5 separate regions of the Danio rerio genome follow, and regions 2, 3, 4 and 5 are each linked to region 1. A link is a contact called in public Hi-C, HiCAR-type and Micro-C data. All regions are on one chromosome and are shown on one strand. The core of a region is the stretch at or near the end of the contact, and the rest is flanking DNA. Distances in the headings are between cores, read along the strand shown.

What was found. A called contact is a pair of places that touch in the nucleus more often than the background predicts. HiCAR-type assays count read pairs that join an accessible place to other places.
Region 2: a HiCAR-type map of caudal fin shows a contact between it and region 1, with 6 times the contacts expected there. The contact joins the promoter of acsf2 here to the promoter of msl1b in region 1. A contact is called at or near these places in 3 of 4 datasets of contacts at active chromatin or transcription factors (caudal fin, embryo and gastrula embryo).
Region 3: a Micro-C map of caudal fin shows a contact between it and region 1, with 8 times the contacts expected there. The contact joins the promoter of tap2t here to the promoter of msl1b in region 1. A contact is called at or near these places in 1 of 18 Hi-C or Micro-C datasets (caudal fin) and 2 of 4 datasets of contacts at active chromatin or transcription factors (embryo and gastrula embryo).
Region 4: a Micro-C map of caudal fin shows a contact between it and region 1, with 5 times the contacts expected there. The contact joins the promoter of arhgap12b here to the promoter of msl1b in region 1. A contact is called at or near these places in 2 of 18 Hi-C or Micro-C datasets (caudal fin and hematopoietic stem cells) and 1 of 4 datasets of contacts at active chromatin or transcription factors (embryo).
Region 5: a Hi-C map of embryo shows a contact between it and region 1, with 3 times the contacts expected there. The contact joins the enhancer-like site here to the promoter of msl1b in region 1. A contact is called at or near these places in 4 of 18 Hi-C or Micro-C datasets (caudal fin, embryo, fibroblasts and 1 more) and 3 of 4 datasets of contacts at active chromatin or transcription factors (caudal fin, embryo and gastrula embryo).

What each region holds. Positions count from the first base shown.
Region 1 is chr12:28,833,815-28,839,407 of GRCz12tu, forward strand. It overlaps msl1b (MSL complex subunit 1b), which reads left to right and starts at 2,478. Exons shown (of 9, transcript XM_686625.11): 1 at 2,478-2,793; 2 at 3,359-4,012; 3 at 4,432-4,613; 4 at 4,730-5,034; 5 at 5,113-5,177; 6 at 5,257-5,324; 7 at 5,593. The coding sequence starts at 3,416. It overlaps LOC141376811 (a long non-coding RNA gene), which reads right to left and starts at 2,713. Exons shown (of 4, transcript XR_012388034.1): 1 at 2,654-2,713.
Region 2 is chr12:28,335,137-28,340,729 of GRCz12tu, forward strand. acsf2 (acyl-CoA synthetase family member 2) reads right to left here and starts at 2,929. Exons shown (of 17, transcript NM_001045419.2): 1 at 2,815-2,929; 2 at 1,552-1,743; 3 at 143-338. The coding sequence starts at 1,661. faap100 (FA core complex associated protein 100) reads left to right here and starts at 3,807. Exons shown (of 9, transcript XM_073918506.1): 1 at 3,807-4,107; 2 at 4,195-4,313.
Region 3 is chr12:28,357,020-28,362,612 of GRCz12tu, forward strand. It overlaps tap2t (transporter associated with antigen processing, subunit type t, teleost specific), which reads right to left and starts at 2,716. Exons shown (of 13, transcript XM_009306749.5): 1 at 2,519-2,716; 2 at 553-1,134. The coding sequence starts at 1,090. It overlaps slc16a5a (solute carrier family 16 member 5a), which reads right to left. Exons shown (of 5, transcript XM_021480337.3): 5 at 4,379-5,593.
Region 4 is chr12:28,419,172-28,424,764 of GRCz12tu, forward strand. arhgap12b (Rho GTPase activating protein 12b) reads left to right here and starts at 2,960. Exons shown (of 17, transcript NM_200874.1): 1 at 2,960-3,151. It overlaps hexd (hexosaminidase d), which reads right to left and starts at 1,636. Exons shown (of 12, transcript NM_001077167.2): 1 at 1,322-1,636; 2 at 1,115-1,230; 3 at 944-1,031. The coding sequence starts at 1,405.
Region 5 is chr12:28,517,599-28,523,191 of GRCz12tu, forward strand. The region is part of intron 16 of arhgap12b (Rho GTPase activating protein 12b); the gene reads left to right. Among named protein-coding and RNA genes, the nearest start is that of arhgap12b, 98 kb to the left of the region's middle. Within about 2 kb of position 2,918, at least 3 of the 62 cell types and tissues checked have an H3K27ac peak or open chromatin away from gene starts, as enhancers often do.

The DNA of each region.
Region 1 (5,593 bases), core at 1,228-3,727:
CAATGATGTGATCTACATTAGCCTTAGTCACCTTAGATCAACAGATTACATAAGTCAAGTGATTTAATGAGCTTAAGTTTTTAGACAAATACAGAGAGAGAGAGAGAGAGAGAGAGAGAGAGAGAGAGAGAGAGAGAGAGAGAGAGAGAGAGAGAGAGAGAGAGAGAGAGAGAGAGAGAGAGAGAGGGGGAGAGCACATCTATCCCTGATCTGTCATGTAATGTAGTTTCCATCAGAGGGAACTGTTGAACCTAACTTAATTAACTCAGGCCAGTAGCCAGCCTGGTGTAAAGGGTGTTTTTTTCTCAAAAAGTGGACCTTTTTTGCAGTTATTCACCTCATTTTCTTTTTAATTAAGAGATTTAAATACCACATTTAGGTGACATTTTAGCTGAATTAGCTTGTTCAAATCGCTCTTTTTGATTTACCAAAATATTTCCTAAATATTTAGATTAAAGAAACATGACAACATGTTTATTTTTTAAATACAAATTTATTACATCATATATCATTAAAGGGGTAGCACGGTGGCGCAATGGGTAGCACAATCGCCTCACAGCAAAAAGGTTGCTGGTTCAAGCCTCGGCTGGGTCAGTTGGCATTTCTGTGTGGAGTTTGCATGTTCTTCCCGTGTTGGCACGTGTTGGTTTCTTCCATGTGCTAGTTTCCCCCACAGTCCACAGACATGGTACAGGTCAATTGGGTAAGCTAAATGGGCCGTAGTTAATGTGAATGAATGTGTATGGGTGTTTCCCAGAGATGGAAAAAAAAGTTTACTTGTAAAAAAAGTTTATTAAAAAATTAATGGATAACAACAATGGCTAAAATAGTGTTTCAACTTATTGTAATATGGGCTGCTTTTGGTGCTTCACGCTTTTTTATTGGTCTTGCTTTCTTTCAAGAATAAGGTCCAAGGTTTAGAGTAAGTTACTTGTTAAATGTTTTCTCTATTCAAAAACAATAAGAAAGATGAAAATAAGAAAGATGACTTCTCTTATGTCAGATGTTTTCTTGCACAGTTTGACTTATAAAAACAATTGTTTGCATTGGCCAAAACTGATTAGCTTAAGTCACACCACGATTCTGCTTGGTCTTAAAGTCTTTTTCAATAGGTAATTTTTTACTATTTATGATGGCATAGCAGTCAAAATAGGACAAATGAGCTCATGTATGGGACACATTCTGGACCTTTGTCAGTGAGGTTGGGGCCTAGTCATTATAAAATAATTATGTACACACAGCATTTAGGCTGCGAATGAATCTCGGCGACAAGAGAAAAAGCGTTAGAAAATGTTAATGAACTGTACTACATCTCCCTCTGCTGGTTAAACTAATAACACACAAGGAAAAAACAGTAAATACATGCTCCTAATGAAAACAAATTGTATATGTTTAGATAATAAGTCCGTGTGAAATATACATTTCTAAATAACATTACATATTTTACAGCTGAACTAAAGAAATTACTGAAATTCGTTTCAGCAACACTTTTTAGACAATTGTTTTGCTCAGGCAATGGCCTAATTGGGAAACACCAATGACACACACATACACACACACACACACACACACACACACACACACACACAAACATACGCACAAACATACAGTTACAAAGTTGCAGTAATTTCTCTCAGGCCCGTAAACAGAGTTTCCCCACCCCCCACTGACGAAGGTCCAGAATTTATCCCATACAATAGCTCATTTGTCCTATTAGACTTGTTATGCCATCATAAGTTATCAAAATAACCCATCGAAAAATTCCTTAAGACCAAGTGGATTGTGATGCAAAAGTCAACTTTCATTTGTTGATATAGAGAAAACACTCTATAAGTAACTTTTATTCTAAATCTTGGACCTTATTCTTAAAAGAAAAAAAACACATTACATTCTGAGACTGAGGACAGTTGAATGTGCTGGCCAGTTTGTTATTCGCCTAATAAATAACAATAGCATCTTTAAACTTTAACAGATTCCTATTTTCCCCCTGATACAAAGTAGCCTAAAATAAATGCCCTTCATATATCTTTATTTTAAATCTTTAGAAAATGTTTTGGTCCATTAAAAAGTGACAATCAGACAAGCTAATCCAGCAAAACAATGTCGCTAAAATGCAGAATTTAAATCTTATAATTAAATAGAAAAAAATCTCATGAATTAAATCGAATAACTGCAAAAAAGTCAACATTTTGGGAAAAAAGAACCAGCCTTTTCACTAGGCTGGCTATGGGCCTATCTCTATTGCATTTATGGCAAACAAAAGTCAATAAACAACATGTGTAAACAAAATTATTCTACATGATATTTCACTAAATGTATTTTTTCCAACTCTCATCCACTTATGGCTAATACATAGGTTTAAAAAACGTAGAAAACCAAATCGCTACAAAATAAGCACTTGGCAAAGCACTGTTATTAAACATTGGTAAATAAAGTTAGAAATGAAGGAGTGCCAAAACGTCAGAGGAAATGACGTTGGCGAGGTTTTCTCCCCAAGTGTGTACGGTATGGTCCGTATTTTGCCTCCGCCAGACAAATACGTTCCCATATACTTACTTTCCCGAACATATATTCACTATCTTGGCCAGATTCAATACGCAAAGAAAACCGTACACGATACGAATGTTTATAAACGTGTGTATGCTTATTTTACCTTTAATATTGCTCGCAAACCCCATCACTTTGAATGTAAACACGTCCTGACAAAACGCATGCGCACTGAGACAAACGCACTCGTATATTGGGACATTGTGCAGATTCGAGCCTGAAAATGGGGGACAAACAGCAATAAAAGTAGGATAGAACGCTCATTTGGGACCTGTTTGTTCTGATTATTGGTTTTTGCAAATCCGACATAGACATGTAGTATAGAATGCTGGCAAACTCGCAGTATAACGAAAACGATTTGGTATATTAGCACCTCGTTTGCTAACAGCGGCTAGCTAGCATCAGGATCAAAATGGAGGCAGGCTATTTATTATTAGCTCAAGTTAAAATGGTTCGTGCCTCTTGAACCATAAACCGAAAACCAAACCACGTCTAGCTGTAACGTTTGGTATAATAAGTGCGTGCATGTTTTATCGGTAGTGAGATTCAGTGATCTGATTTGGACAGTGAACATTTATGGCTGTCTAGTATGTGATTGCGTTTGGTGCTTTTTTCAATATTTGATCACGGAGTGGGTTTATATAACCTTGTAGTGGAAGTCATGTTGCAAACATAGACAGGAAGCCTGCGTTATTTTGTGTGCAGTTTTCATAATTGCAATGCATTCAGTGGGATCTTGAAACAAACATTTGCAACTATCAATTATCATTTTGCTTTCTTGATTCTTATTTTACGATTTATGTTTTTCAAGTCTGCAGACAAGCCTCTATTGGAGCCATGGTTCATCGTGTAGAGGTTTTCCTTCGCCATGAATATGCGACCCGAATGCTTTTCTAAAGCAGGATTGTACTCAAAGAAGTGTGACTTCAGCCCATCTCAAACAAGACATCCAGTTAGTGTCCAAAGAGAGCTCAGAGATCCTCTATGTGACACACCAGACGACACTAGAGAACATCTGATCTCGCAAAAGAACTTAGAACGGGCTTCATTGCCTTCAAAGCCTGGCAGAGAGTTGATCGTGGCTTCAGAGGCTGGCTCTGTGGGCACAGAAACACTGTCATCTCAAGCTAAACAAATGGGGGGTGAAGGCACCCCTGTAAAAAGTAAAACTCCTTTTGGACAGACCAACGCCATTGATAACAAGCCAGAGTTTGTATCCATGAATTCTCATATTAATTCTAGAGACCCTGTTGGTGAGAAAAATGCTAAAGAGACTATGGGGTCATCTCACGAACACTCCGAGGGTAAAAGGACCAATATGAAGAAGATCAGTGGTAATCCTCATGCACAAGCCACTTGCCTTAAACAACTGCTGTTGCTTCAACTGGACTTGATCGAGCAACAACAGCAACAGCTGCAGTCTAAGGACAAGGAAATAGATGAACTCAAATCAGACAGAGACACGGTATGTGCACTTAGGGTTAGAACTTTTTTTGAGCAGAAAATGCAATCGGTTGATCAAAAGTGTCAGAAAACCCATGTCAAATAAAAGCTGTTTGTTTATATTAATGATTTGATTCCCCAAATTTCAAATTCTTAGAAGAGTACAGAAAACCTTCGTGACTAAAATCAAGATTATTCCACAAAATATGAGCAACAACTTTGAAGTTAAAACATTGGGGTTGCGTTGTCTAAATATAATCCAAACATGACACCAAATCTGCATATTGAATGATTTTTCTAAGGATCGTGTCATACTGAAGATTACAGGTATTATGCTGAATCTGGCCCCAACATTTGATTGATAATATGATTTTGGCTTATTGCTTGTACTTGCAACAATTTTCACTTTATTTCTGTTGAATGTGATCTTCTTTCAAACAGCTGCTTGCCCGCATTGAGCGAATGGAACGTCGTTTGCAGTTGTTAAGCAAGGAACCACGTGACAAGAGGCTCTTCCAGCCTTTAGAGAGATGGGTTCCAGACACCGATGACTTTTGGGAATCAGATTTAGGCGACAGCCCACAAACTCAGGCATCCAAGTCAAGTGGCAAAGTGCAAAAGCGGTAAGAATAGGCTATTTTTAATTGTCATTTTTTCTGTGATTTTTATTTTTCAAATCAATTGTTTGGTCATAAACTGGTTTTGCCTTGGCTGATTTGAGCTGTAATCACTAATCTAGAAAATTAAGCGCAACCGAAACAAAGACGCAAAGGTCAAGAGGCAAGTCCTCAAGGACAACTCCCCAAAAATCAGACACAAGAGGGCCATCGCCATGTCAGCGTGAGCTGCGGAGCAAGGAGACCCCAGAGAAGGCAAGCACTGGGAAATCGTCCAGAAAGACAGACCAGCATGCAGAGGAAGGAAGCAGCAAAGAAGCAGATGAACTTCCTTACATGACAACCACTGAAATGTACTTATGCTGCTGGGAGCCTCCAGATTCATCATTACAGGAAGATTGTCCTAAGAAAGAAGAGGATGTTGCAAGTAAGTTTCTGGTTCAAATACAGAATGCCTTATTTAAACGCTGGTTTACTAATTGTTATGTGAAAACTATTTTCCCAGTACCATCGTGGAGGGAAAACATTATGGAACCCCTGAAGGAGGAGGATGCAGCTGATCTCCCTGAAGTAAGACTCGTCAATTGTGTTGAACAGGAATCTTGGCTATGATGTTCACTGTCATTAATTGTTTTTTTTTTTTGTGTAGAGTCTTGATGACAGCGTTTTCCTGAAAAGACATGCCAAGTTAGAGCTTGATGAGAAGAGGCGAAAAAGGTGAGATCTTCAGTGTCACAGAAACCATCTTAATACGCTGATTTAGTGCTCAAGACATTTATTTTTATTGTTAGTTTAAATAAAGTTTGCTATTTTCAGTTTTTTGATGAGCAGATAATTCAAAAGAACAGCATTCACAGTGATATCCCAGAATAAAATAACTCCTCTTCTGATGATGAAAGAAATTAATATGTATTCTTTGATGCAAGTGCCTGAAGGAACAAATAATCATTTTTCTTTATTGTCTTGCATCTTTTCTCCTCCTTAGA
Region 2 (5,593 bases), core at 1,679-4,178, 500 kb before region 1:
TGATATTATTTTAGGATTTGGTCAAGATACCTTATTCCACACACTGCCCTTTTGACAATGTGGTTTTCCTCTTTCCCATGACTGAGGAGCGTCAGTTCTCCAACCAGTATACTCTAGAAAAGCCAGAAGCAGAAATACTCACGTCTTGGTAAAACTCAGCAAAGGTCTTGCGTATTCCATCCTGCACAAAAACCATGGCTTCACGGTCTGGGTAACGCTCAACTGTAGCTTGAAGACACTGGTCCACAGTACTGGACTGCAGTGGATGGGAAGAGAGGCCATGGACATAGCTTGTAGTCAGGGTTGGGATGCTGGGTGGATTATCCACATGAATGGCACTGGAAGGGGGGCAAGAAGGAGAGTGTGTGTCTATACGAGATGCAGATATACATTTAATGGAAAATAAAATACAAAAAACACAACTAAACTAATTTAACTATTTTTTGAAAACTGTGACTCTGCTATTAGACTCATAAAGGAGTTATTGTTTGTAATCAGCAGAGAAGGTATTACAGGTTTGGAACAATGTACGTTTTATGAATTAATAACTTAAGACATAATCAGCTCCCTGATGGCAGTTTTAGTTTCATATTTAAATATGTATGTTGACTTAGTATATACAGTATATTTCTGACTTAGTATATTTATTAGTACTTGTACCACAGGACAAAATCAGTCACAAGCCTGAAACCTCAATAAACAATGTTTTAATTGATAAATATATATATATATATATATATATATATATATATATATATATATATATGTTAGTACTCTTTTAATATCTAGAGGGTTTATAAATATTATTATATTTATTTAGATTATTTATATTGATATAAAAAACTAAATATATGAAAAAAATGCCTTTAAAGTTTTCCAAATTAAGTGCTTGGCAAGCATATTACTAATAAAAAAATTAGTTTTGACATATTTGCAGTTGACAATTTACTAAATATTTTCATGGAGCATTATCTTTACTTGATATTCTAATGATATTAGCAACAGAAGAAAAACGTAGTAACGTTACACAAATAGTACATCCAAATATTGAAATGAAGGCATTATACCTGTATGATCATTATATAATCAAAGAAAAATCATTCAGTCATGTTCAGTCCATCAATATATATAGATGTGTGTCTGTTTTTGAAAAAAAATGGACAAGTGAGTGTTGGATAAGGGAGGCATTCAAAACAGGCGGTGCTGGGCGACAAACTCAACCACTAACCATAATAGTTGCCACAAGTCTGGGAGACCATCTGACAACATTTAACCAGTTTTGTTTTGTTTTTTTAGCGGATGAAACTGTTAATCTTCTCACTACAGAAACCCATTCATCTGCTTTGCAATGTCAGTTAAATGGTTAAAATCATTACATAATCACTAGTCAGCAACTGATTTTATGCAGTCCATCGGAAGTCTGAGTTATTTTCGAGATTCTAGGAATATGGAGACACAATGCCAAAAGCAGATCTAAATAAAGCAGTCTGCCTCGTGTCTGACAGCTTCCGTCAGACAAATCATAAAATATGCATGTTTTATAGTTCTTACCAGCTCTGTTGGGAAGCAATGAAAGGAGTCCAGGGTCTCTGCGGAAACTTCAGGGTTTTGCAGAAGCTCGCAGATGTTCGTAGATTAGTCAGAAGAATCTTAGAAGACATCTTTCTTTCAGCTTCGCCTTTCTGATTGAAGTAAACTTTGAAGAATCTGAGCGCAGCTTTTTAATTCAGAAACTCGATGCGACTGCAATCAAACAAACAAAAACACGTTTCCAAACACATGCAGGCGCATTATACGCTAAAAATGCAGAAGCACTAAAAACAAAGCAGCCCCGAATTAACTGCAATCAACTAAATTACGAGTTCACGACTTTTAAGCGGAGCCGAGTGCAACTGTGGTCCCAAAGTTCCCAAAAGTTAATCGTTGATCCACAACAACAACACTTGAAGTTGTAAGACGAGCAGCTGCACCGGAATATGAACTGTAGAGGACGCAAACCCGATCACATCAGGAAGCTTAAAGTTCAGCCATACATTAGCTTTACATTTATTTAGCCTACACGTTTAATCTTTACAGCGTTGAAATTGAATTTTTAAAGCAAATGATTACACTACATTTTTTCTTTCTTTTTTTTCTTTCTTTTTTTTTGGAGAAATGCAAGATTCACAATCTAACATATACATCATATCACACTCTTGAAATTTGATGGTGCTCTGATATACTGCATGGTCTTTTATTTGAATTATATGGTGAGTGGAAAATATATAGGCTCACATATTTTACTATATTATACTACATTTTGTAGTTCTCAAAAACATTATGATTATGGTCAAAGCATTGAAAAGGAGGGGCGTGAGTTGTAAAGGAATGCAAGACGTCGTTGAACAAGACCCAGTACGCACCCCCACGCACAGTCTGGCTGATTCAATCAATTATTATATATATATATATATATATATATATATATATATATATATATATATATATATATATATATATATATATATATATATATGTATTTATGTGTGTGTATATATATATATATATATATATATATATATATATATATATATATATATATATATATATATATATATATATATGTGTGTGTGTGTGTGTGTGTGTGGTTGAGCTTGACATCTGCTAACATTTAATTTCTTTTTACTTTCTGTACTAGTTTCGCTTTTACCTACTATTCAACTACGCTAAATTTTGTTTTGAGAAAGTCGCTATGGCCACACTATTGAGCACCTTCGTCGTCGCATACGTTAAAAATGTATTTGAAGGTTTAGTTGAAATTAATAAAAATGTTACCCTGGAGCATTCTCCTTGTTTTCCGTATAATAATGTGCTCCGTATTTCAGTTATGAGTGAAAGGAAAGCTGTTCCAAACAATTCAGGATGTGAAAGAACTGTTTGTGAATCATTCACTGAATTGAATCTGAGCCAACTGGCTGGTGACTACAAGTTGATTAGCGTCAATATCCCACCAGTCTGTTAAAGGGTCATTTGAAAACCTTGTTTGGAATATTTTTGCTGCAAATATAAGGTATGTAAACCAGAATACCATGAAGACTATACATTTCATAAATTAATAATTTGATTCCCCAGAAAGAGAGTGCTAATTAGACGCCACACTCAGAGGGCTTAAGCACTGTGAAACTGAGCTGCTTGGGTAGACGTTCCCTGCTACCAAGCAGCCCCTGGTAGGACACCTGACCCACTAGCCAGTTGTTAATGTCTTCCAACCTGGCTCTGGCTGCCAGTTGTCAACTGCCGGGTAAAATGCGGCTGCCACTGGCAGGTCATGCTACCCGACAGTTGGACACTGGCGGCTGCCACCAGCCAGTGGCAGGTCACGTGACCCGCCACTGGCGGTTCCTGCCAGCCAGTTGAAGATTGAACCCCTACTGCGTTTCTATTCTGTTCAAAAAGTCACGATGCTTTCCATTAAAAATATGAAACAAAAATATTACGTTAATAATTACATCAACAATAACACCACAAATAAATAAAAAATGCCATTATAAATTAGTTAACTAATTTAGAGCGGTTCAATCGCGTGTTTAATATCATACAGTCTCGATTTGAAAACTGTCAAGAGTACATTGTTACTTTTGATAACAATTTTTATAAAAAATACAACACAAACGTACAGCGGCACTGATATTTCAGTGATGTTTTGATTACCTTTACTTTGGACATCGCTTACTTTTACTTTGGTTTTGAAATCGCTTCTCCGCAGTTCACCGAAAGATGGCAGTGCACTAAAACTGACAGGCAGAAGAGGAAGAGCCTTGACCCTCATTGGTCACTGTAGAGTCTATGGCGGGTACACGAAACAGTTAGTTACAGTCACAAACATGCGGCTAAATCTGATAGCTATTAGTCTACGAGCAGAAGCGTCTTTTAAGTTTCAATAAACTCTGAAAAGAATGTACAACAGGCACAATAATGGCCGCGGCTCGGTGCAGTGTTGAGTTTTTATCAGAGTTCAGTGACTGTCAGTCAGACTCAGTTCGCTTCATTCGGGAGGACACGAATCTTTTCTTGACCAGCGGACACCGAGATGTGCTTATATTCAGTGTGCAGGACAGAAAAGTCAAGGCAAGTGAATGTCTGCTGTTGTCAATTTTGTGTTATACTTCTGTGATATACTTTGCCGCAGGCTCACACCATGTATGTTGTTTTTAGACCGTGATTCAATTTGAAGACTCGGTGACTTTTCTGGATTTAAGTGATGATAAACATCGACTTTATGCACTCTGCAAGAACGGTGGGCTTTACTGTATCCCTCTACCACAACAGCTCAGGTAATATCTTCCATTATTCCTTATGCTTTAATAACAAAATATTTGACAACATTTATTGGAAAACAACCCTGACGGCACAGATTTTGTCCAGTCAGGTAAAAAGATATTGATTAACAATTAAAGTATATATATATATATATATATACTTGCTCAAGTTCTGTGGAAGCATTTTACAGTCAGTGCTGCAGATAAAACCAAAGTGGTCCTGTATGTAATTTGTGCAAAAGTCAAATCAGCAGAGATATCAAACATCTGTCATCATCTGCTATGCATAATCATTCATTTATTCATTCATTGACACACATATACTACAGACAATGTAGCTTACCCAATTTACCTATAAGAAATGTCTTTGAACTTGTGGGGGAAACCGGAGCACCAGGAGGAAATCCATAAGAACACGGGGAGAACATGCAAACTCCACACAGAAATGCCAACTGACCCAGCCGAGGCTTGAACCAGCGACCTTCTTGCTGGACCGTGCAACCCCTATATACAGTTAAAGTCAGAATTATTAGCCCCCCTGAATAGTTAGAGCACTTGTTTATTTTTTCCCCAATTTCTGTTTAATGGAGAGAAGATTTCTTCAACACATTTCTAATTATAATAGTTTTAATAACTCATTCAAAACTGATTTATTATTTATTTTATCTTTGCCATGATGACAGTAAATAATGTTTGACTAGATATTTTTCAAGACACTTTTATACAGCTTAAAGTGACATTTAAAGGCTTAACTAGGTTAATTAGGTTAGCTAGGTAGGTTAGGGTAATTAGGCAAGTTATTGTATAACAATGGTTTGTTCTGTAGACTATCCAGAAAAAGTATAGCTTGAAGGGGCTAGTAATTTTGACCTTAAAATGGTGTTTAAAAAATTACAAACTGCTTTTATTCTAGCTAAAATAAAACAAATAAAACTTTCTCCAGAAGAAAAAAATATTATCAGACATACTGTGAAAATTCCCTTACTCTGTTAAACATCATTTGGAAAATATTTTAAAAAGAAGAAAACAATTCAAAGGGGGCTAATAATTCTGACTTCAACTGTAGATCATAATTTAAGTTATACATGAAGTTCTGTGTTTAGCATTACATGATTTCAGATGTACCCCCTAAAATATAAAATATTGTTACATGTTATCATACATTTAATGTGACATTCAAAGCATATAATATATTTATATGCTTTGTCACTTTCAATTAAAGAGATAATTCACCCCAAAAAGTTAATTTGTTGTAAATTTTTCAATTGAATATGTTGATGAATTTTCATTTTTTT
Region 3 (5,593 bases), core at 1,466-3,965, 480 kb before region 1:
AAGACAACAGTATTTTTAGCAGAAAAAAATATCCAAATATGCCGTTTTAAATTGAAAAGAAATCTGATTTCAATGATTCATTTAAATTATTTAGCCTGACATGTTTACTGCTCCAAAATATTATAAATCTTTTAAAAAATAAAATATATTGTTTTCAAAAACTAAAAAAAGTTTTAGTTTTTACCCCGACATTTAAAAAAAGTGTATTTTAGAGCAGTAATCACAACACTGTGGTACCGTGATATTTTTATTCAAGGTCATCTTACTGTCAGAATCTTATACCAGCCCATGCCTTGCGATATTGCAGCTTCATATCACACTACTGCACATTAAAATTTACACTGGTAGCAAAATCTGATGGGTAGCATATTGTGTTATCTACCTACTTTTTGAATGGGAGGTAGGAAATTCTGACAAGGTAGGACAAAATGAAAGAACACTGGAACTATCTGTTTTATAAGATAATATAGTTTCTTCTATCTAGTTAAAAGAAAAACCTTGTGCATTAAAAAAATCAAGGATTAGTTCAGATAAATTAGGATAAAGACTCACACAGTGCCGCCAAGCTGAGGAAGATAAAAGCAGCTCCTAGATAAAGATAATCAAGCCTGGAGTAGCGAATGACCCTCATTAAAAGTGCTCTGGCCTCTTCATCTTTCTTCTGGTTTCTGCCACCCTTAGATGATCCACCATGTGGGAAGGCCATTTCCCACACCATATAAATGAGGATCGACGTAGCAGAGCTGAGAATCACCATACCAGGATCAGGAACAGGATTGAAGCCCCTCAGGGTGCCATCCAGCAATATCTGCATACTGTCGAACACTGGAGGTAAGAAGCTCAACAGTGCGACCCAGCGCTTCAGGAGAGGTTTAAGGTTGCTTTCTGGGACAAGTGTGCTCAATAAATAAAGCCCGGCGAAGGTGATGGTCCTGAGAGCCCACAGGCACCATAGATCTAGACTGCCCTCTCCATCCAGCCACAGCAGTATCGCCCATACACAAGCCCAGAAGAGAAGATCACAGAACAGCAGACAGAAGTGGACCAGGACAACCCTGGAGACGCTGACATGAGCCTGATCTGAATCCATCTTAAACCTGATGCAAAAGATAAACCATGATCCAATCTAGTTTACTGCGAACATTGTTAAGAATTTGGGTTAAATACGACCTGTGGATTGTTGTGGCAAAACAAAAATCTATGTCAAAAATCTATTTTGACTATAAAGGTTTAAGGCAAAGGTCTCAAACTCAATTCCTGGAGGGCTGCAGCTCTGCATAGTTTAGCTCATAGGTCTCAAACTCAAACGGTTTTGCTCCAACCCTCATCAAACACACCTGATACAACTAATCAAGGTGGTCGAGTCTACTCTTGAACACCTTAATTAGTTGGATTAGGTGTGTTTAAATAGGACTGGAGCAAAACTGTGCAGAGCTCCGGCCCTCCAGGAATTGAGTTTAAGACCTTTGGTTTAGCTCCAACAACCTTCAACTCACACCTGCTTAATAGTCTCTAGTAGTCTTGAACATCTTGACTAGTTGGATTGGCTGTGTTTGATTAGGATTGAAGCAAAACTGTGCAGAACTGCAGCCCTCCAGCAATTGAGTTTGAGACCTATGGTTTAAGGTAAAGATTAAAGTGAAAATAGACATGTTGCACACTAATCAGGCAGAGCACAATAAATGTGCCAAATGTAGAATGTTAAACCTGCAAGTAATGTATTTCATTGTTGTATTTGTAATGTAAGTAATGTATTAAAAAGTAATGTATTGTATTATATTGTTGTTTGTAATTGTATTGTTTTGGTAGCAGTATTTGTAAAGTGACGATTGCGGTGGGTAATCAAAATAGTTTGAGTTAACCATTAAAGTGTTGTTTTTATTTTTAGATCGTCATGATACAATGTTAAAATGTCATGTGGTTCTAACTTTTTAAACATAATGAATAGCATAGCCTGCGTGGTTATAATCACAATTTTTGCATGTATAAGGTCTAAAAATAAATATTGTTTCACTGAAGTACATTGACCAGATTGCCTTCCATATACAAAAATGTAAACAATACAAAAACACATATATCATAAATCACTATTCAGCTAAAAAAAATCGGTCAGTCCTATTCCAGCATATCAAAAGAGAAACATGTCACCAATTAATGGAAACTGGACAAATGTATCTGCTTTCAGTTTCTCCTTGCCTCACTGTTAACTTTGTGCTGTTATGGCCTTACCTATTTAGGTTTTTGACATATGACACAAGAAAGGTTTAAGTTAGTAATATTGCGATTACAAAGGTTTAAAACTCCTGATGTAAATCAGTTCATGGTTGACATTAGGCAGTCTGGTATCTGAGACCACCTGAAATAAAATAAAAAAACGGAACCAAGCAACTTTAACCAAACTAAAGGCTGTTGACCAGCTTAGGCTGCTTATAGATGTTTTCAGCAGCATGAATCTTTCGAACTGTAAATAAATCTGAAGATAAAAGCAATAAACAGAGTATAGATTTAGTCTGCTTACCATCTGTTGTCCTCGTTGCATTTTGTCTCAGGATCACTTTTGGTTTCACTTTCGCAGCTGTGGGCGACGTCAGATCCGTTTTCAGCTTCAGTATGAGTTAAATAGCAAGATACTTCTTAAAAACGACTTACAGTAGGTTCATAGTTTGCTTAAGACGAGGCAGTTTGCACACAACACGTTCATTTCTGTATATACTGCGTATGACGTTTCATGACGATGTTTTTCGTCGTCGACCAAATGGCTGCTGTTCCTCAAGTCACCGGCAGAGCGCGCTGTTTAACAAACAACACGAGTCTTGAGTGTCATTTCAGCTTTAAAGGGACAGAAGCGGCGAGAACAAAACATCTCACCAGATTAAGACCCTGTCACGGCCATAAAAACATCTGCAATGTGAACAAAACGAAGATGGATGGCCAACAGCATCAAAACTAAACTGCTTTGTTTTTTTTTGTTTTTTTTTTTGCACTAGGAGTGGCGTAAATTCAGGTATTTTGCAATATAAAACACATGGTTATATTAATATCAATAATATCCTTTTTACTACATAAATATCAGTTTTACAGTCTTTAGAAAAATATTCAACACTATTTAATTATATAAATCAAACATATAAACCATAAAATAATGAAAATATATAATAATAAAATAAAAAACACATAAATTAAATACAATAATCACATTATTAAAAAAATATTAGAAAAAAAAGTCAGGACAAAGCCCAAGATCACAACAGGGCTACACAGTACATCAAATATTGATTAGAAAGATTAAAAAAATATAATATAATATAATAAATATAATATAATATAATATAGTATAATATAATATAATATAATATAATATAATATAATATAATATAATATAATATAATATAATATAATATAATATAATATAATATAATATAATATTACTGTAAAAAATTCTGGTAGGCCTAAATTTTTAAGTTGAATCAAATTAATTATATGAGTCCATTGGACTTATATTATGTTAAAATGACTTAAAACCGTGTGTGTAACTTATAAAGTTCAGTTAGAACATGATTAACTTTGTTAACAGTGAGTTAAATTAATTTTAGTTACAATGAACTAAAAACATATGCTGTCAGGACTGATCATATAATTTTTAACAGTGTATCATAAACTTTGCATCTTTTTATTTTGGAAAAAAATGGTCAAGTTTACCTCCCCATAATCAGAAATTGTGCTCTGCATTTAACACATCCAATTGCGCGCACACACACACACACACACACACACACACACAAACACATACACACAAGCAAACAAACACACACACACACACACACACACACACACACACACACACACACACACAGTAGTTAACACACACACATCATGAACACAAACACCTAAAAACAGGTGTTTTGGAATAAGTTGTTAATTTTTTTTATTAAAAGGCTGATAAGTTACGGTTTATTTTATTTATTTATTTATTTGTTTGTTTATTTATTTATTTAATATAAAAAAATGCACAAAATGACAGTCAAAAAAAATCTAACGTTTTCCTTTTTAAGGGACTGAAAAGTATTATGTTTACAAATGGGTTGAAAAAAATCTTCTCTCCAAAACAGAAAACACATAAGCTGAAACATAATTCTTCTTGAAATTAATTAAAAAAAAAAAAAAAAGACTTTTCTTCAGTCGATAATTTCTTTATTCATCTTTAGTAATAAATTTAAACTAAGTACAGAAATAAACTTTTATGTTGTTGTTGTTTTTTGCTGCAAATATATTGTATTACACTTTGTGATAAAAATGATAGTCTGTCAGTGTCCTTTCTGCTTTCAGATATGCTTTGGCAAAGTAACAAAACAACAATGAAACTATGGCAAGACCACTATCAGTTTACATGAGGAGTTTACAAAAATCAGCAAATGAAATGTGACACTCTGTATTCAGCAGTAAAGTTACAATTCATGACACTCGATTTCAATGTGCTTCAGTTCAAACCCCTGTACAAATCCAAAACACACAATCAAACACCCCAAATGGTACATGTTGAAAACTTCTCATACAAAAAGCACATTGTTTTAAAATCATCTTGGTTAAAGAATATTGGTATTGGTGTAGCCCATGTGCAACAATAGCAAAGCAGTTTGTTATCCAGTACCTTTCCTACCCTTTAGAAACAACTGGACCAAAGACATCAAATCATCCTTTTAAGGGTCAGGTCTTTTAGTGCACTATAAAACAACACAGTGTGATATACTGTAGGTATGGAAAAAAATAAGAGACCATATGAAATATTTACTAGGTTTATTATGTTTGGATAAAACATATGATATTAAGGTTATTCTATTATTATGTATTTAAACATTTAATATTAATATAGTAGATATAAACATATCTGGAAAAAAGGCACTTTTTATGTACAAAAAGGCTCTAAATGACAGCATTTGTATTTAAAAGTTGGTATAAATGTTGTCAGGCCTTCATTTTTAAATTTCCTGACGTTAAAATAGGACCCAGTGATTTTAAGACCTACCGCAACGTGATGTAAAATGTGTGTGTACTGCAAAAGGCATTTGTGTGAGACTCATCATTTCAGAAAGGCTTGAATTAACTCAACCACAAATACATAAAATAAACTTGCTTCATATTTTTGACTAATGAGCTGGATTTCAGCTTCATTCGAGTCTGTCTCTGTGCTGTTTATCTGATGCATGATGAGAAGCAGACGTGTGAACAGAGGGCGGGGAGAATCAGCTCGTTTGCATTTATATCACAGGCTACAAAAACAGCTACACTGTATTCAGCCAAAATAAATAAGCACCAAAATGGGCCAATTCTGAAGGCTATAATAAATAATCTAATAGGTATTTTGAGCTGAAACTTTATAGACACATTCTGGAGACACCAAAGGCTCTTAAATCGTGTAAAAGGGATAAAATAGGCACCCTTTAAATGGTCTCTTATTTTTTTTCCATTTATTGTTGTACATCTTTCAAAAGTTTGGGGTCAGTAAGCTATTAGTTATAAGTTATTAGCACTTTTTTCAGCAAGATACATTAATTAATGCTGTGTTTTAACTTTTAAACCTTGTAACGTTTTAATG
Region 4 (5,593 bases), core at 1,710-4,209, 410 kb before region 1:
CAAAAGGATCTTCCGGCCTATTTAGAGGTCATGAAGACCTTGATGTGGAGTTAGACGTTTGAATGATTGGAAACAGCCTTGAGTATAAAACAGTTTGTACTTTGTTTGTGTGTTCTATTCTTTGGTGGGTCATTCTTACAGGTCTGGGGTCAGCTCTTAATAGCCTACTGGTTGTCTGACGCTTGTATGCTTGACGCCAAAGTAATCATTGGAGATATTGTTTGGAATATTGGAGATTGGAGATATCTGTGGAAAAGTCTATCTGTGTTTTAACCAATCAGATGTGATGCAGTTAGTGACGTCATGTTACAGTATAATTGCTGATGATTTGAGATTGTAAGCAGAACGGCCTACAAACTCTTTGCGAGTGTTAAAGCTGGCTTCTGCTAATGAAAACTATCCTTATTAAAATATCTTTAATTGAATATTTGACTCCGGCTCTTCTACACCTGACAGACAGGTCAGTTTTTAGTTAAAACTGTTGGTTTCTCGAAAGTTTATTAGGCATTATTCCAGTCTTAATGTACATGTATAAAAAGTACTGTAAATTATAATGTATGTACTCCTCAGCTCTTTTAAAATTCTGAATATAAAATTATAAAATAAGGCTCAAAAATACATTTCAGAAAAAAAAAGAATTGTTATTAATTACCATTATTGAGCACCAATAGTAATTAATCAGTAAATCGTATTCTAATGAGTTCTGAAAAATAGTGTGACAGTGATAACCGATATAATGAATAAATAGAATCAAGGAAATAAATTACATTCAAAAAATAAATTCAGCAAATGCAGCTTAGTGCAGCCTTAGCAAGCAGAGAAACTAATCTGTGTCTGTGTGTCTCCATATTTATACATTAATGGTTTTTCATTTATGGCAATTTGATATTGAACTAGAAATTTCTTCAACTGTGTAAATGACAAATATCAGTTTAATAGTTACTTCCAAGTGTCCAAACGTCTGCACCAGCGGAATGATCTCCAGCCCTCTGCTACTGGCAGCATCCTGGATAGACGCAATCTCCTCTCGGCTGTTTGGATATTAGGGATTTTGTCATTTAAAATCTCAAACAAATAAACAAATACTCAAATATTATTGAAATACACATATCACCTGTATGGAGGCTGAGATTTAGACTGAAGAACTTGCAGCTCTCCCTCATAAGGAAACATATCCTCATATTCAATGAGCAACCCATTGGCACCAAGATCAGCAAATAACTGGATCAACTGAAGACACATCATTGAGTTCACATGTAAGATTCTTTATTAAGATTTAAAGCAAACATTTAGACCGTAGGAGTTTAAGCAGTAACTTTACCTCAATGAAGTAACCAATTCTAGGAGGAGCCCCTTTTAGGTCCAAATGGACAAACTTTTTGCAAGTGCGCAATGACAGGTCCATAGCAGGTGATGCCAAATAAAAACGACTTAAATATATTTTGATACTATATTTACATTGCTGAGGCGATATACTTTAAGCTAGCCACATTTTGTTTATTGTCATTTTAACAGAAATTATACTGAAATAGATTTTTTTTATGTACCTCCAGCTAAAAACGTACTTTCATTTACTTAAGTCAACGAACCTCTGTTTACCATCCTTTACCGCACACTGCGCAGCAACCTTTTAAACGTCTTCTGAAAAGCAGAATGGTCTTTGTAGTTTTTTTGTGCATTTTTTAACGGTAAGGGGTTCGGATTAGGACTACAAGCGCATTTACCTCCGCTTAGAAACGGAAGTTGTGAACTGTTGTCTATTATTTTAAAATAAAAGTAATTAAAATGATTTCAAATAAAAATATATGTATTTAAAAAATCGTATTTTCCTTGATTTAATACCTCTGATCAAAATTAGGTTCAAATGTAGTATTTTAATTCAGTTTAAGTAAACTATGTGAAGTCAGACTTGCCAACAACAAGCATAACTGAATAGCGATTAAAATATTATTGTAGGGGTTTATTCCTAATGGTCAAGGTGAATATTCAGGTAACTGGCAAATGTATGTTTTTAATTTATTCAAACACACTGTGCAAAAATAATTATTTAAGAAATGCTTGAATCTTTAGCAAGAGCATTTTACAGCTGACAAATGTCTCACCCTGGTGGACATTTTGTCAATGTACACTTAAGTTGTAAATTCAAATGATTCATGAAGCAAATTTAACTTCACATACATGCAAAAACTATTTTAGAATTGTTCATAAGTGTGCTGGATATAATTACTTTTTAACCCTTTAACTGCCCTACATTGAAACAAATATTTTGGATTGCATTTCTTATCTCCTAATGTCGCTAGTTTACACACTCAATGCATTTTTATGGGTGTTTCCCAGTGATGGGTTGCGGCTGGAAGGGCATCCGATGCATAAAACATATGCTGGATAAGTTGGTGGTTCATTCCACTATAGTGACCCCTGATTAATAAAGGGACTAAGCTGAAAAGCAAATGAATGAATTACAGTCATATTTATAATCAAGTTATGTTTCAAATTTTAAAAAAGTGATATCACAAAAGCTCTTCAGAGATTTCGTTTAGGCATTGTACCAAAAACAGCCACTGGGTGACACTCAAATCCAAATTTTAAATCATTCTCTTACCACATACCTATCAATTTCTGTCAGTTTTGGAAAATAAAAAAAATTGATGGCAAGATAAAACTGCAAATAAAAAGATTTTGCAACAAATTGAGAGGAGCTTGCTGAAAGTTTTTAATGTACTGTTGCAATACACGTTGCTTAATGCAATAGAAAACATAAAATAAAGGTTTAGTGTATAATAAAGTCCAGTGACCCAAAGTTATGCATGCAGAACCACGCAAACGCCTCTGCCTGCTTTCCACTGAGCAGAGGGGGGATCAAGAGCCTTGCAACCCCACGAGGGGGCCTGATGCGGTAACACAGGAGCATCAGCAGTCTGACAGAGCTTCACACAGGACAGGCGGGAGCGCGCAGTGACGCGAACGCGCACTCGCTCACCCACGGAGACCGACTGCGATTGGAAGCGCGAGGCGGTCAGATCGTGTGTTTTGTGTTGCTGCCGAGCACTATCTTTTTTACACGAGTGCCGAGGACTGCAAAGGGAAAAGTTTATTTCAGAGACTCTCCAACTAACGGGCATGGCCGCTCCCAGATCCCCCTGAACGCCAGGTCAGTATGGGCAGTTTCTGCGTTCATTCTTATGCTTCAAAGGCGCATTGTTGTAAATATAAAGAGTTGCATTGTTGCGAGCACTGGGGACTGATTGTTGCACAGCGGTTTGCTACCTTGCGGCCAGCCACTAAAGCCGCTTTGGGGATTCGTGGTTTGGGGGAACCTGCTATCATGCTGCGGCAAAATACTCCCATCAGGCTTTTAAATTACAGCCATGTGTTTTAACACGCAGTTGATAGCCAGTCACACTTTCGTCTTGTTATGAGATGATTCATATTATGTACATTTGTATCTGTGTATATTATTATTTCAGCTTTTGTTTTGATTAGATTTCTGTCATCAGTCAAGGGGGTTCAAACGGTTCATCAAAGTTGTTGTTATTATGGATAACGTTGGAAAACTAGTGTTGGCTTTCCCTTTGGAATCATTTTGTTTAAATTATTGTGATGTCAAATCACTTGTAATTGATCACAGTATACATTTCTTGGGTAGAACTGTTAGTTCGTACTTTTGGTGTTTTGTTTAAAAGTTTATGGACCGAACCGACCCCTTCCCCCTTTCCCCCGCGGCCTCGCTGTCGCCTTCGCCCGGGGAGGGACCGCACTGTCGACCGCGATGAGTGACCAGTGCAGCCGACCCAAACAAAGGCGGGTTACCAGGGGAAACGGGTCCTCTAGTTGTGGTCTGCTTTGGGCTGTGGCGATGGCTCACAGTGCTCATCTGCATCTGTATTGAATGAATGAACCGCTGGAAGGAAAGCAAATGCCGTTTGACGTGTGAGAGAATTTTCTGATGCTGAAAATCAAGTAATGTCGATAATGCGTTTCCCGCCTGCAAGGTCACTTTGTGTTCACGGCTGCTAAGTGGCTGAGTGGATTAGACAAACAAACCCGATTTATTCTGCCTGGTTGTTTGTCGGCATGATAAATAGTTTAATCAAAAAGAGAGCTACTCTGAAGTCAGCGAGATGAATGACAAAGAGCCATTTCAGAGCATCAAGCCATTACAAGGGACACTCAAGACACTAGATGTAGCATTTTATTCTAATTTGTTGTGAGACTTGCCAGATTTCGTATTATAAACATAATTAAATAACTGAAATACAGCTGAGACTGCTTAATTGGCATTCTATAAATGTTTTGTCTTTAAATATAATCTGTAATGAACAAAACACTTTTGTTTATTTAATTGAATAGGGTATTATTTGCTTAATTGCGAAGTGTGAACATAAATGGCACCTCTTGTGACTTCCTAGGTTGTAAATGAATAACTGTGGTATATTTTGTAGGTGAAGGTATTTTCAATAATAAAAAGGTGATTATATTCACAATTTACACACAGAGAACCCTGCTTGGCACATGAAACAAATGCACTGTAATATCAGTGTTATGTAAAAAGGAGTTGAAAGTGATAGTTCAACCCAAATTCTAGCAGAGCTTGAAAATTTCTACGAGTGTTTCTTCTGTTGAACACCAAAGTAGATATATTGAAGAATATGTGAAAGCAGCAGCCATCGACTTTCATAGTTTTTCTTGGATTAACAAGTCTGAGGATTTTTCAATATATCTTCTTTGGCGTTCAATTGAAAATAAAGTTTAAAGTATGACAGGATTAGCATTTTTGGGAGAATTATGATCTCACCAGGTACAGCCATAAATATTCCATATTAGCAATTATTGAGAGAGTTGTATTTTACATGTCTGTAAAAGGTGTTTATGGAAGTGGTGTTGCTGCTTGACCAATTTGACTGGAAAGCGCAGTGCAGCATCAAGCAGACCATCCCTCTCTCTCACTCTGTACATGAGAAGCGCAGTTTAGTTTGCTGTCTCATGTCACAGGCCAACTTGTGATAGAGTCGGCGGAGTTCGGTTCATGTGCAAAGTGAATGAGGGATGGTCATCATCACACACTTGTCATACACCATCGTTCTGCATAGTACCTTTACAAGTTCAACACCCTATATAAAATTTTATTCTCTAATCTTGATTTTAACTTATTTTCTAACTGTATAAAATTGCATTTATATATATATATATATATATATATATATATATATATATATATATATATATATATATATATATATATATATATATAAAAGCTAAAACAACACAATACTTGAGTTTTTTTTTGGTCAACTTATTTGTTTTTTGCTCAATTCACTTTTGTAAAAAATAATAAGTTTACTTAATTCATATTTCAACACAAATTGATTGTGTGAAACTCAGCATTTTTACAGTGTACCCAGCCAGCCATATAGATGCATGACTTTTTTTTATTTTTTTTAATAAAGATATAGTTCTTCTAGTTCAAATGTGGGTGAAAGTCATGTTTAGAAATGAGAGCGTGACTGTTAGTGATGGATACTGTGGCCTTTACACAGTGTCAGGTGTCAGGCCCTTGAAGTGATCAGGTAACTGGACTAAATGTATTGTTTCT
Region 5 (5,593 bases), core at 1,668-4,167, 320 kb before region 1:
CCTGATTTAAACAGATGTGTGATTGTCAAAGATGACTTATTTATTATTATTATTATTATTATTCAAGATTTATATTTGACATTTTGCCTTCATTACGATAGAACAGTATAGATATTGACAGAAAATGAAGAGAAAAATGACAGTTGAAAGTGTCGCACACCAGACGAGCACATTTGCATGATATTTAAAATGAAACTATTCAGAGGGCTTTCTGTGTTGCGGCAGAAATATGAACAGTGTCCTGAGTCATGGCTGGTGCATCGCTGAGCGGCACTTCTGGTGTGTGACCCCCTAGAGAGCAGGAAGGGATCAGGAAAGGTCCATGAGTCGGGATTTTAACTCGGGACACCTGCAGCAAGGTTGCACTTTATGTTGGTGCACTAACTATAGTGAAATATAAAATATCAAACAAATAAAACATATAAATCCAATGGTGACACACTTGCATTCCTGCACCAATAGATGACCATGAAAGATTGCACTTATTATTTTGCTGTTTATATTCCATGTGTGAGCAGGTGTCTGTTAAAATACAAACTATGCATCTAACTGAACTATTCTTTTAGGCTGTATGTCGATACACACACCTATTTGACAAGAAAATTGTCTTGTGAACACTTACGGGTTCTATTGGTGCTCTTGCTGGTTTCAGACTGCTGAATGAATATTTTCTCGCATAGACAGCTTGACGCGATTATGTGGTATGTACTGTTATGGGGTGATCAATTGTATATTTATATTATCTACTATTTTAATTATTAATATCATTAAAGATACAGATCAGAGCCAACTATTTCTCACTATTTAAATGGGTGATCCCTGCCATACGTCTTGTTTTGATCTCCTTCAGGGGGATCAAACGTAATTACTTGCAATTCACACCCTGGATATGACTAAACATGATCATAAATAGCTATTTAGTTTTCTCAGATCAAACGAGTAGAGGTTTGAACCCGAAAATTGTGTACCGTAACAATTTAACATAGGTTGAAGAAAAAAAACATTGAACAATTTTAAAAAAATCTTAACTTTGACAGGCGCATGGAAAAGTGTCACTTTAATAAACCCTCGTCCTTCATCCAGGAGTAGTTTCATGGAATATCAAATGGTTTGTTCCAGACATTGAAAGTCAGTAAACTTTTTATATATTTTTGTCCAAGCTGTGGAATATCAGTTTTTGTTGTTGTTGTTGTTGTTGTTGTTGTTGCTTTAAATTTTAGTTTCCGTTTATCAGAATGCAATTTTTATATAACATATTTTTATATCATGCATTTTCACATCTATTGTTATGGTTGGGACCTCTTTCTTTTTTTATTTACATTTTATTATAATACACTTGGTACACAAAAATTAATACACAAAAAATTTGCTTTTAAAAATCGCTATTTTAAAGATTTGATGTTGAAAAGACGACAGAAATGCAAATTTTGTCAAAATACAAGTAATAACAGGGTGTCCGCAGGGTCTTAAAGTATCAAAAAATAAGAATCAATTTAGAGAAATTTAGGCCCTTAAAAAGACTTAAATGCTGTTACAAGGTATTATACTTTGCATAATTTTTGATCATACACTTTTATAATTATAGTTGAATGCTAAAGTTTGAAACTTTGGGATGCCGTGTAGTTAAAAAAATTGATAAAATTCTGCTATATTTAATGTCACACTGCATTATTTACTGCAGTAACCACGGTAGCACCATTATTTCTGCTGTTCTATAAGCAACACCTTCTGGATTAACATGTTTATAAAGTTTATAAATAATGTTTTAGTCTAGGATTTGTTTCTTACAATCAGTATTTAGTGATTATATTTAAAAGGTCGCCAATGTTACCGGTTCAGGCCTAAAGTGGTCTTAAAATGTATGGAAAGAGTCTTATAAAAGGTATAGAATTTTACTCTCTGATTCCTGTATATAACACTACTATCGAGCAATCAAATATGAGAGAAGGAGCATTTTACAACAACTCAAAATAAATCTTAGGTAAATGATCCATTATTGTTCTCACAGTGGGTATATTAAAGTCATGCAATATTTACATTTTAGGTAACACTTTAGAAAAATGGTCCTTTAGTTAATGTTTGTTAGTATGAATAGTCCTGTAAAGCATTTATTAATCATATTTTACATTAACTGATGCATTATAAAATCCAAAATTGTGCTTGTTAACATTAGTTAATGCACAGTGAATTGACGAACTAACATTATTTATTTAAAAAAACCGTCAAGTAACATTAACAGATATAAGTAAAAATCATAATAACTGTATTGCTAATAGTTTGTTCATGTTAGCAAATACATAAACTAACATTAACTAATGGATCATTATTTTAAAGTGTTACCAAATTTTGCTATTTTGATATCTTAATATTTTAGCACATTATTGTCGTATAAGCACAACCGCAACATGTTATTCCATACTGTGAGAGAAAAGTCAGAGAAATGAATATTTAGCTTAAAGTGGCAACCCTGTGGGCAGCTCTGGTAAATGTGAGTGTTGGAGGTATATATGGAGGGTGTGGCTGCTGCTCTGCACAGCAAGCCTCTATCGAGTTATCTCACTGTATCCATTACTGGGACAGACCTGGAGACTGGCCAACTACATCATTATGAGGGACAGAAAGAGACTGAACACCACATCCTCCTGATGCATCGCCACTGCACACGAGACTGTGACGGAGAGGGAATATGAAGGGCTGTATGGTGGAGAGTGTGAGCGCGTGGTGCTGTTGTTAATCCAGGCGCGGCTGGCTATGATTGTGATGCAGTGGGAATGTAATTCGATTAGTTAACGGCCTGTGTAAACAGTTCTTGACAGTGACATCAACCTCAGGAGTTTCATAGGAAATGGCAGATGTGGAGAAGCAACTGTTGTGTTGCTGACGCTTCGGGCTCTTGTAGTGTCCCGACTGTCATCTTGAAATTTGTTCATTGTGGATAAAAAAGGCACAATTAGATTGGAATTGATACAGTCATGTTTAAATCAATATTTAGTTTGTATATTTTTAAGTCAGATTTATATTAACCCTCCTGAATTATTATTACTTATATATGAATCTAAAATAATAATAATTTATAATAAATATTATCACTTATTTTTCCCCAATTTTAAACACATTTCTAAACATAATAGTTTTAGTTTTTTTCCAACTGCTCACACACATTTTTAAAGCCGTGTCACCTTTTTTCAAGACTACACACAATTTTCAAAACTGCGCACACGAAATGCAAAATGCCTTACATTTTCATTTTTCAAAATGTAACACTACATTCGAAATTCCATAAACACACATCATATGCCATAAACTGTAGCTTATATCTACAGTTCAATGCAATATTATACAGTGAAAATAATCGGCTGAGAGGGGGAACAGGTACACTGTAAACACCAATCACATGTAGAAACAAAAAATATCTGTTAGGCCAAACATTATTGGTATATACAGTAGCATACAACAAAACCATAAACATAATAAGTACAAATGTAAAAAGCAAACATGTAAAGCAAAAGTATATTCTCCAGAATACAGTAAAAACACAATTGTCAGTGGAGGGTCTCTGTGGGAGAAGTGTCCATTTCATGGAGAAGATTTACAAACTACATTATACTTGCCAGCATCAGGCTGAGAAGAATTATTCTATTCTTTTCTAAAGGAATTTCTAAACTTCTAACAAAAAGAATGTATTATTTAGAAAAGGTGACTGCAGTAGGTATAAAACTACAAATTGTGGATTTTTTGTTCCAGAACATCCCAGTGTCCTGTTACTTTTGATCTATTTATAGGTCTGCACTACAATGATTGCTTAGTGATCAGTTAAGAAATTAGTGTTTGCACATTTGAGGAGTGTGTGTGCCATGTCAATAAGTGTAGCATTTTGATTGGTTATGTTTGGAAAAGGAAAGAAAGTGGCTTCCTGTTAGATTTTTGTGTTTTAGGTAGAGAGTTGTGTGTAGTGTTTTGTAAAAAGTGTTTTATGCAGTTTACAACTGAGTATAAGGATGAGAAATAGCTTCTGGTTGTGGAAATTTGCTGTGTCGTTTTTCCATTTTGAGTGGGATGTTTCAGAAATTGTGTGACAAGATTTTGTGTGTAAGCAGTTGGAAAAAAACTGTAATAACTAATGTCTAATAACTGATTTTCTTGATCTTTGCCATGATGACAGCACATACTATTTTACTAGATATTTGTCAGCGTTTTAGTATTCAGCTTAAAGTGCAATTTGAAGGCTTAACTAGGTTATTTAGGCTAGTAAGGGTAAATAAGGCAAATCCCTCTAATAATATAATGTATAATGATGGTTTGTTCTGTAGACACTTTAAAAAATATATTGCATAAGGTGTCTAATAATATTGACCTAAAAAAAACTGCTTTTTTATTAGCCTAAATATAACAAATAGAACTTTCTAGAAAAAATATTATAGGAAATACTGTGAAAAATTCTTTGCTCTGTTAAACATCATTTGTGAAATAATTGATAAAGAAAAAAATATATATATATTATTGTTAGGAGGGCTAATAATTTTGAATTCAACTGTATACTTGTATACAGTACATATATTTGTATATATATGAATTTATATGTACATCATTACATTGTATTTCATTCATATGCACAGTGTAAAGGTAGATTATTATTTTGAGACCTGAAATTACATTTGACAGTCGACAATTTGACTTTCTATGAGGTTCAGATGTTGGCAAATATAATCTAAATGTAAAAATAGAGGATATGAGCACACACAATTAAATGTACAATATTGGATTTTACAGATCCAGTACAAAGACTGTGATTTATATTATTTGATCAAATACACTACCGGTCAAAAGTTTTGGGGTCAGTACAATTTTTAAATCTTTTAAAATAAGCTTATTCTGATCACCAAGGCTCCATTTATTTAATCAAAAATACAGTACAAATTGTAAAATTGTAAATTGTTATTGTACTATAAAATAACTGCTCAAAAATAGTTTATCATTTAACTTAATCATTTATTCCAGTGAGTTTAAAGATGAATTTTCAGCTTCATTACTCCAGTCTTCAGAGTCGTATGATCCTTTCTTACTCTAATATTATTTATTATTATTGCTGTTGTTGTTGTTGTTGTTAATGTAATGGTGATAAAAACAATAATCACTGGATTAATAATTACATTTGAAACTGCATACAATAAGAAAGCATTTATTTAAAATTGTAATAATTTTTTTTACAATTAAACATTTTTTGATTAAATAAATATCGCCTTGATGAACAGAATAATTTTCTTTAAAAAAAAAAACTGACCCCAGACTTTTGACCAGTAATGGAATTTAGTATTCAATGTATATATTTCTTCCTGCCATGTAATATAAAAACTCTCACACACAAATTCATTTAAATTGTCTACAGATTAGAATGTATGTAAAAAGAGAGACATGTTTTTTATATTAAAAAAAAAGAGAAATTATTAATAATAAAATTTTTTTGTTGGTAAAATCTTTTAATATTTTTAAAATAAGTTTTCTTTTTCTACACTTACCAAATATACATTTATTTAAAATTATGTTTTTATGTGGTTTTATTTGGTTTGGTACTCAAGTAACATTTATTAGGATT